Linked DNA regions of Mus musculus: regions 1 and 2 are each linked to region 3. The links are chromatin contacts, called in public HiChIP or PLAC-seq maps. All regions are on one chromosome and are shown on one strand. Each heading gives the region's core, a stretch centred on a gene start, on an enhancer-like site or on the middle of the called end of the contact. The rest is flanking DNA. Distances are from core to core; before and after follow the strand shown.

What was found. HiChIP or PLAC-seq counts read pairs in DNA pulled down with a chosen protein or histone mark.
Region 1: an H3K27ac HiChIP or PLAC-seq map of embryonic stem cells shows a contact between it and region 3, with 6 read pairs. The contact joins two enhancer-like sites. A contact is called at or near these places in 2 of 115 datasets of contacts at active chromatin or transcription factors (both in embryonic stem cells).
Region 2: a contact with region 3 is called in an H3K27ac HiChIP or PLAC-seq map of embryonic stem cells, with 8 read pairs. The contact joins two enhancer-like sites. A contact is called at or near these places in 1 of 484 Hi-C or Micro-C datasets (bone marrow-derived macrophages) and 3 of 115 datasets of contacts at active chromatin or transcription factors (embryonic stem cells and large pre-B cells).

The regions. Positions count from the first base shown.
Region 1 is chr10:95,594,198-95,596,897 of GRCm38.p6, forward strand. No RefSeq gene overlaps it. Among named protein-coding and RNA genes, the nearest start is that of Nudt4, 31 kb to the left of the region's middle. Within about 2 kb of position 1,319, at least 40 of the 459 cell types and tissues checked have an H3K27ac peak or open chromatin away from gene starts, as enhancers often do. A contact at or near this core is called in embryonic stem cells, where this site is marked.
Region 2 is chr10:96,721,211-96,723,981 of GRCm38.p6, forward strand. The region is part of intron 2 of Gm33897 (a long non-coding RNA gene); the gene reads left to right. Among named protein-coding and RNA genes, the nearest start is that of Gm33897, 6.8 kb to the left of the region's middle. Within about 2 kb of position 1,466, at least 146 of the 459 cell types and tissues checked have an H3K27ac peak or open chromatin away from gene starts, as enhancers often do. A contact at or near this core is called in embryonic stem cells, where this site is marked.
Region 3 is chr10:96,106,410-96,109,145 of GRCm38.p6, forward strand. No RefSeq gene overlaps it. Among named protein-coding and RNA genes, the nearest start is that of Gm40746, 73 kb to the right of the region's middle. Within about 2 kb of position 1,327, at least 9 of the 459 cell types and tissues checked have an H3K27ac peak or open chromatin away from gene starts, as enhancers often do. A contact at or near this core is called in embryonic stem cells, where this site is marked.

The DNA of each region.
Region 1 (2,700 bases), core at 69-2,568, 510 kb before region 3:
GTGGGTATGTGTGTTCTGTTTTATAAAAAGATAAGAAGGAAGGAATATGTTTGGTGGAGGTGCAGTATAGTATGGGGGAAAGGGGTGCCTCTGCGGGCCCATGCTGAGGCATCCCTTCCCCCTGAGGGACCAACTACACGATGGTATAGTATAGAATAGAGTTTATTTAGGGCATGGGAAGGGAAGTTGAGGGGGTAGTAGAGACAAAGGCAGAGAGAGAGAGAGAGAAAGGAGGAGGAGGAGGAGGAGGAAGAGGAGGAGGAGGAGGAGGAGGAGGAGGAGGAGGAGAGGCCCGCCAGGAGCACGTGGGGGAGGATGGGGTAAGGGAGCAAGAGGAGAAGAGAAGAGAGCAAGAGAGTGAGGATAGGGCAAGCAGCCCCTTTTATAGTGAGTCCCGCACACCTGGCTGTTGCCAGGTAACTGTGGGGCTGAGCCTAGCCGAGATGTCGCTCAGCATCAGATCTCCATGCAGCTAGAGTTCTAAGACGTTTGGAATTGCTTGATGTGGATGCTAGGGAACCAAACTCGGGTCCTTTCCGAGAGCAGCAGTGTGCTTCCGGTCACTGCGTGGAGGGGCCTCAGCAGCTTCCTCACAGCAACGGACATTCCCAGACACTCTTGTGCTGATCTTTCCACAATGGAGACCTGGCTATCTCGGGGAACACTTAGTGGTGTGTGCGAGCTGGGGGGTGGAGGGGTGCATTTCTTCTTCTACACTCCTTAAATGATGGGTTTGTAAATAAGTGGGTATCTTCATTATGGCTTCCAGAATATTTCCCCTACTATGTTTTGCCCCCCCCCCCCCCCCGCCCAAGGTCAACTAGCTCCCAGTAGTAAGTAGTAGCTTTCTCTCACAACAATCCCTCATTCTGTAAAGATTTTTAGCTCCAGATTCATCTTCCCGATGGGCCATGCGTTCGTTCATGCTTTTTCTTCTTTAGGCTTGTTTGTTTGTTTATTTTTAATGTGCATTGGAGTTCTGCCTCCAAGGTGTCAGATCCCCTGAAACTGCAATTATAGACAGTTGTGAACCACCATGTAGGTACTGGGAATTGAACCCCTGACCTTTGGAAGAGCAGCCAGTGCTCTTAACCCTGAGCAAACCATCTCTCCAGCCCTCTTTTATGATTTTTTTCCAGTATCTGGCCTTGGAGTCTGTACTTTTCTCATTGATGTGATTAAAAAACTCAGCAAAAGCGACTTAAGGTTTTATCTGTTTTGCAATCTGAGGGTGCATCCTGTCACAGTGAGAAGGCATGGTATTAGGACTGGGATGCGGCTCCTGGACCGGTCTCCTTTTATCAGCCCGAGACTCAAGTCCAAAGGGTAGTGCCACGCATATTCAGGGTGGTTCTCCCTCCCTTAGTTAAGCCTCTCTGGAAACACAGGTAAGCCTCTCCTCAGAGACACAGGTGTGTCTTCTGGTTGATTACAAATCCAAATGTTTTCCTATTCCAATGACTTCCTACCCTACCGCATCTATTCCTTGTGTGTGTGTGTGTGTGTGTGTGTGTGTGTGTGTGTGTGTGTGCGCGCGCGCGCGCATGTGATTGAAGGTTGAACCAAGGGCCTTCCTTGCACATGCTAGGGAAGAACTAGGCTCTATCCCCAGGCCCTCATAGTCAGTTTTTAGCCCCCAATCATTACTAATACCGCAGCTTTCCTGTCACCTCAATTTCAAGGGCTTCCTGTTATTAGTACAATGACTACGGTATAGAACTGGCTCACTCTGAGCACTCGCTGGTTAGATCATCTCAGGCAAATAGGTTACATTCCTTCAATCCCGTTTGCTCTATTCAGAGGCTGTTGTGCCAGTTAGCTGAGGTCAGACATTAGCAAAGAGAGACAGCAGGAGAGGAGCTGGAACAATGAACAGATTAAGGACATTGAAATTAAGCTTCAAAGAAAGAGGGAAAGCCAGAGCCGGGAGGACAATAGTCCCTTCTGGAGGACAGGGTTGGGACCCTGGCTGAAGGACAGTGAATAGATTGTAAGCGGGACTCCTGTTGGGTTGGTAAGGAGGGGACTAGAGAGATAAAGGAGGCCCTAGGATCCACAGAGAAGATAATGTTCCAGAGCACACAGTAGGGGCTGAGTAAATATTTATTGAGAAAGTAGGTGGATTCTGCAGAGGCAGGCAGGTTGTGCTATTTTCTCAGCCTGTTTTGGATAGAGCCCTGCGAGCGGTGGCCTGTTTTCCACAGGTGTTGGGGGAAGGGCAGGCTCTGTTCTGCTGGCTATTGAGTAAACAAAACAAAACAAAACACCGCAGGAGCTGGGAGTGATAGTGCTTGTCTGTAGCCAACACTCAGGAAGTAAAGGGAGACAACAGGAGTTCAGGGTCAGCTTCAGCTTGAGGCCAGCCTGGCCTACATTCCAGCCTCCACCCCAAGTCAAGCAAACTGAGTTGGACTTGGACTCAGTAGGTGTTACACACACACACACACACACACACACACACACACACACACACATACACTGTGTATATGTGTATATATGAAGACATGCAGTGGGAAAGGCAGGAATTTGATCAAGATCTATTGTGCATGTGTAAAATTGACAAAGAAAAAAATAAATAAAAATACTGAAAAGAAAGAAAAAAGGAAGGGGGCTGGGTGAAGGATGATGGGGTATGTGTGGGGAGAATAAAGGAAAATGAAAATTTTACTTTATTATAGGGCTACACATTTTATGTTTGAT
Region 2 (2,771 bases), core at 216-2,715, 610 kb after region 3:
GGTCGACAGTCTTTCTGATTCTGAAGTGGCCATCGTATGGAGTTGTTAGTCCTTAGAAATCACAGAGCCACAATGGGCAGGGTCCTGAGATCTAGTGTGAAGACTCTGTCAGGCCAGATTTAGCTCTCCTTAATGAGGATCTGCCTGCACTCACTGTCTTTACCACAGCCCCAGGGGTGAATAATTTCCTTTATTTTTTCTATAAGGAGTGCGGGGTGGGGACGGGTATCAGCGGGAGCCTTCGGGTGTCTTAAGCAGTCAGAGGTCACATGTCCTGCTTGTGATTTGCTAGGTCAGCTGAGGCGGGCTTGTGATGCTTTTGTAGTTAGCTCTTCTGTGTCTTGAAAGAATGGATATGCAGACAAGGCTTCTGTGGGATGGGATGTGCTATTGGGTCGGATAAGGGAGGTGTGCCCTTGAGAGCTCCTCTAAAAGGAAAAAAAAAATTGGCTAGAAAGATAGTAGGAGGTCTTTGTGGTGAGATAGCATGGGTGGAGGGGGTATATTCCAGCTATTTCAGAAGTTTGCGGGTGACTGCTCAGGTGGCTTGTGGGGACAGTTTTTGTTTGTTTGTTTGTTTTTAAAACCAAGCCTGTGAAGCTGGGGATGTAGTTCAATAGGTAGAAAGCTTGCTTAGCTTAGCATGAATGAAGCCCTGGTTAGTATCCCTACTACGGCGTTAAACTGAGCGTGGTCCCGTGTGCCTTTAATGCTATTTAATTCCTATACTTAGGTGTTGGAGGAAGGAGAATCTGCACACACAGATTCATCTTCTATACATACCAGCCTGGATTACCAAAATGAAACAACGAGAAATTGGGAGAACATAGTGAGCAAGTGGGCTACACAACAAAAAGGTCAAATGCCCCGCGCTGTACTTCAGAACACGGATGGCCAGTCTCCCTTGTTAGTTCTGGTCTCGTGCTCAATTTGGGCCATAGTAAACACGGGAAGGCACACACAGCCAATCCTAGAAGGTGCAGAGGTTAGCACACTCTGGCTTTGTCTCTTCATGATCCAGATGGCACCAGATCTCCCAGAGCTGCCATGCTTTTAGAAATATTCCCAGAAATTATTACGAGTTTATGAAGGATGACAAAACCTCTTCAACTTCCGATGCAAACACATTTGCGACAGAAAATGGATTAACTTCTGATTCCTGTATGTTCAAACCCTAGTTCAGCTTTTTCATCCACCTGGGCATAACAGTGGGGCCGAGTTTTTCCTCCTCCTGATGTCCTTTGTTCCCTCCTTTCTATTTCCTTCACTTGTTTCAAACTACGGGCAAGAACCAGTCTCTTCATGCATGTGAATTTCCCACTGGCAGGATCCCAATGCTCAGATTCACTGTTTCCCCAATGAGACTCATTCTCTGCTCAGCGTGTGATAGAAGCGCCTGGTCCTGCTTTAGCCCTGCCTGGGCCTGTCCTAGCAGCTTGTACAAATGTAAACACAGGCACTACAACTGTGGCTCACTGTGGAGGGCGGGGCTAGGGGCCAGGGTCCAAGACACGCCCAGAAATGCTCTCCCTCCCTTCGGGTTGCTCCTCCCACAGCCTGCTTGTTTCCAGAGCTTTACAGTGGAGCCACAAAACAGGAGGGTTCTATGGGGGTAAAAATCCGCCTGTTCTGGGCTGTGGCAATTTGCAAGTCCGTGGTATTCGTCCCTTTAACAACTTCCTGCAATGACATTTCTGTCAGGATGATGGGCAAATATGTGGTCAAGGCTTTAAATGCCAGATCCACACAGTTCATTGTTTTTACTAGCTCGCCTCCAGGAGTGGACCTTGATACCCACAAGAAGAATTTAATTAATTAGGCTGTGCTATGTATCTGAGTGCTTTTCCACATTTCTCTATTGTCTCATTTGCAACAAAGGTGCAAATCGCGGCCTTTGACATTTCCGCTGGAAGGAGCTCTCTCAGAGAACTTCATGAAACCAACCTCACCACTCTGGAACCGTGCAAGGAAAACCAGTGTTTTAAAACCATGGTAGACTTGAACACGTACTTCCCTTGCATGACATGAAACACAGAGACAACATACTTACATGGTTCAGGCCAATGAGAACAAATTCCTATCTGTCAAAACCACACAGGCAAACAAGAAGAGCCAGCCCACAAGTTGTCTTTAGTGTGACCGGAGGAACAACAGTATTTTACTCTAGTCTGTATAGTAAAAGTTACTCTTAAAACTCAGTATCACCAGACACTATGGTTTGGACATTGCTGTCTCTGGTCCTTTAAAGAAGGCTAAGGAAAGGTTCTCCATTCTCTTTTAGAAAAGATGAGATAATATTGGATTGCATGGATATCTGCTTAGACACATAGCCACTTTCTGAAAAGAAGAGAAGAGAAGAAAAGAAAGAGGGTATCAGGTTATGTCTTCTTGTGGGAAGTGCTCGTGTCCCACTTTCTGTGGCTTCGGCTGGGCTCTAGTCCCAGGATGCTCTCTCCATATCCGGGCCTCTTGCTCATGCGCTCCCCAGTTCTTTCTTGTCCATAGTGAGAGACTCAGGGCTGGATCCATCCACAGGGAGCTTTGATGAGAGGCAGGTTTTACATCTTTGAGAATGTCTGCTAGGATTGTTTTGGAACCTGTTGAAGAATGAGGCGAAACAACAAAACAGAGCCACAAGGTAAAAGACGGGAGCCAGAACACACAGGGTGAGCATCCAGTCTTGAGACTACATTTAAAGTCCCAGATCCGCATGCGGCTAAATTCAACTTGTTTCTGGCGTTTGCGCCTAACCCGTAGCAGCCATTTCTTTG
Region 3 (2,736 bases), core at 77-2,576:
GCATTGCTGATGATCTATCTGTATGCTTTCCCTCTTCTTTAATTTTAGCCCCAGGAAGGTTTTAACTCCCATGATTCTTTCTTCTTCCCTGTGGCCTCTGCTTGCATCAGAATTAGTCCCAAGAGTTCCCTACACAGTAGAGACAAAAGAAACTCACAGAAAATGCAGAGATGACAGGAGCTGCTGATCCCAGTACAAGCATCCCAGGGGGAATACATCTTTTAGATGCTGTCAGAAAATTGAAAAAACAAACAAAACGACAATCCGAAACCAACCCACAACAAAAAAACTACAAGACAGATAAGGAGCCACCATTCCAAATACCTTCATTTTTCAGTTTCAGAACAGTCCAGAAGAATTAAATGACTTGACCAAGACTATCTTTTAGGGCGCCTAAGATAAGGCTGGAGCATCCTGGTGTAAAAATCCAGAAATCTCATCTTTTGTTTCAAAGCCCTTTCTAAAGTCCATGCTGGAGGCCCTCCTTGTCACCACTCCAAGCGAGGCTAAAGAGGGTTCCTTCACTGATAAATACTTCAGGAACCCTCATTGTCACCTCCCTGAGTCCAAGATGAGACCCACAAGACCTTATAACCATCAGGTGTGATGCTGGAGGCCTGAGTGTCGATGTTTGTACCAGATGCAAATATTTAAAAAGAATTTTACATCATGTGGAAGTGTAAATGAATTATTTATTCTAGCTAGCCCATATAAAAGACACAAAATCCTGGTTTTTTTTTTTTTTTTTTTTTTTTTTTTTTTTTTTTTTTTTTTACAAGCTGTAAGCCCAGATCGGGCAGGTTGTGAGCTATTCTAACTTACATCTCAGTCATGTCCCTTGTTACTTGCTGTTTGAGTCTCTCAGGGTTCTTCCTTCTCCATCAGTCTGTCGTGGGGGAAGCATTTCACTCAGGCATGTGCTCCTAGTCCTTCCTATCTAATGGAGACATCCTGTTCTCTTCTTCTTCCTCTGACTCCCTCTTCCTCCTCTCTCTCTCCTCGTGACCTCTACCTGCTACCTCCAGCCCAATAACTGAAATTCCTCTCTCTGTTCTCCCTAGTAATTGGCTGTAGCCACTTTTATTTAACCAATAGCCTTAAGTTGGGGAGCAATGTTTACACAATAAAGGCTGGTGTGCAGGGGAATTTGCTTGTCTGTGGCAACCTGGTCTTGTGGTATAGACTTTAGCATTTGAATAGACAGCATCAGACCAACTCTCAACATGGAAGTTTGAGCAAAAGGGGCCTTTCTAATCAAGCCTTGGGACTGCTGTTGTAGTCTCCAGTCATGAGTGAATTAGTGGTACCTGTTGGAAGACACAGTGCATAAGGTACAATCCCAAAGAAGGCTTAATGATTTACAAAGACAACACTGTACACTAACAAGAACAGGAATTCTAATTGAAATCTAACAATAGCAAGAAAAAGAAATTCAGAGAAAGGTAAACTTAACTCTCCAGAGGTGGCCAGACAGCATTCTGACAAATATTTCACAGTCAGAAAAGCCCAGATTTCTGTTTAAAATTTTCCATTTGTGTGAACATTTTCACGATGACTGACCTTGGCCCTCTGGTGTAATGTTACAATAAGCTGACATGAGCAGAGGGGTGTGTCACTGGCTTTCTATTGCTTGTGTAAGCTGACTGTAGTACTTGCATAAGAGTCAACAGAGAATGTTCTATAGGCAACATGAGAACTGCATATGGAATGGAAACACACACACACACACACACACATTCATACACCCCAGAAATTTACCAGGCAGTCTAAATGTAGTAGGACATTCTAGAATAAAAATCACAATGGCAGGGAAATAGCTTTTAAATTAAAAAAAAACTAAGAATAAGACATGTTCCTATATTTTAAGCTAATTTCAAGACTACTAAATTTACATACTGTTAATCAAGCATGTAAGTAATAACATTTTATAAAGACCTTTTATATAGTTAAGTTTCTTTTTCTTAATCAACACTTAATGCAAATGTCTGTGGTAGTTAATAAGACTTGATTACTTCCTGTAGGCACTTATTGAGTCTATAGAAGTATCTTCTGGATGAGAAGAAACTGATAGGATATTTGCAGCCTCAGTTGTTGATGTTTATTGACTGATAACTTTAATTATTGTGACAATGTTAGAATAGTTTAAAGTAGGACTGTTAATTTTTCAATCTTCTCTTATTATGAACAAAGGAAAGTATTTATGTAGCACATACTTCAAAGGTTATTATAATACCAAAATTTGGGAGAAGCCTGCGAGTCCAAGAATATGGGATGGCTAAGTGAACTCTATACATACACATTTGAATATATAGCATTGCACTAAATGGCCATGTAGTAAGATGGAAGATGTTTGTTATATAACATTTATGGGAAATCATAGGTCATAAGTTTGCTTATATTTTGAATAGTTGGAGAGGAACAAATTATTTGCTTAATTGTCACTATGCTTCCATTTGAGTAGATGCTCATAAAGTTTATGTTATTGAGATCTTAAGCTCAGAAGAAATGATTTGAAAGTGTGAAATGACCAAGACTAACCTGAAGATGGAATTTATTTATTTATTTATTTATTTATTTATTTATTTGGTCTGGAGAGCTTTTTAAAATGAGCATTTTAAATCAGACCAGCTCGGGAAAGCATGTTGGACCCAGATATGGAAAGATTTGACAGATCCCAGCTTTATCCTACTGAAAACAAGAAGTTAATTTTGCACAGGGAGTTATTCTATGGTCTTA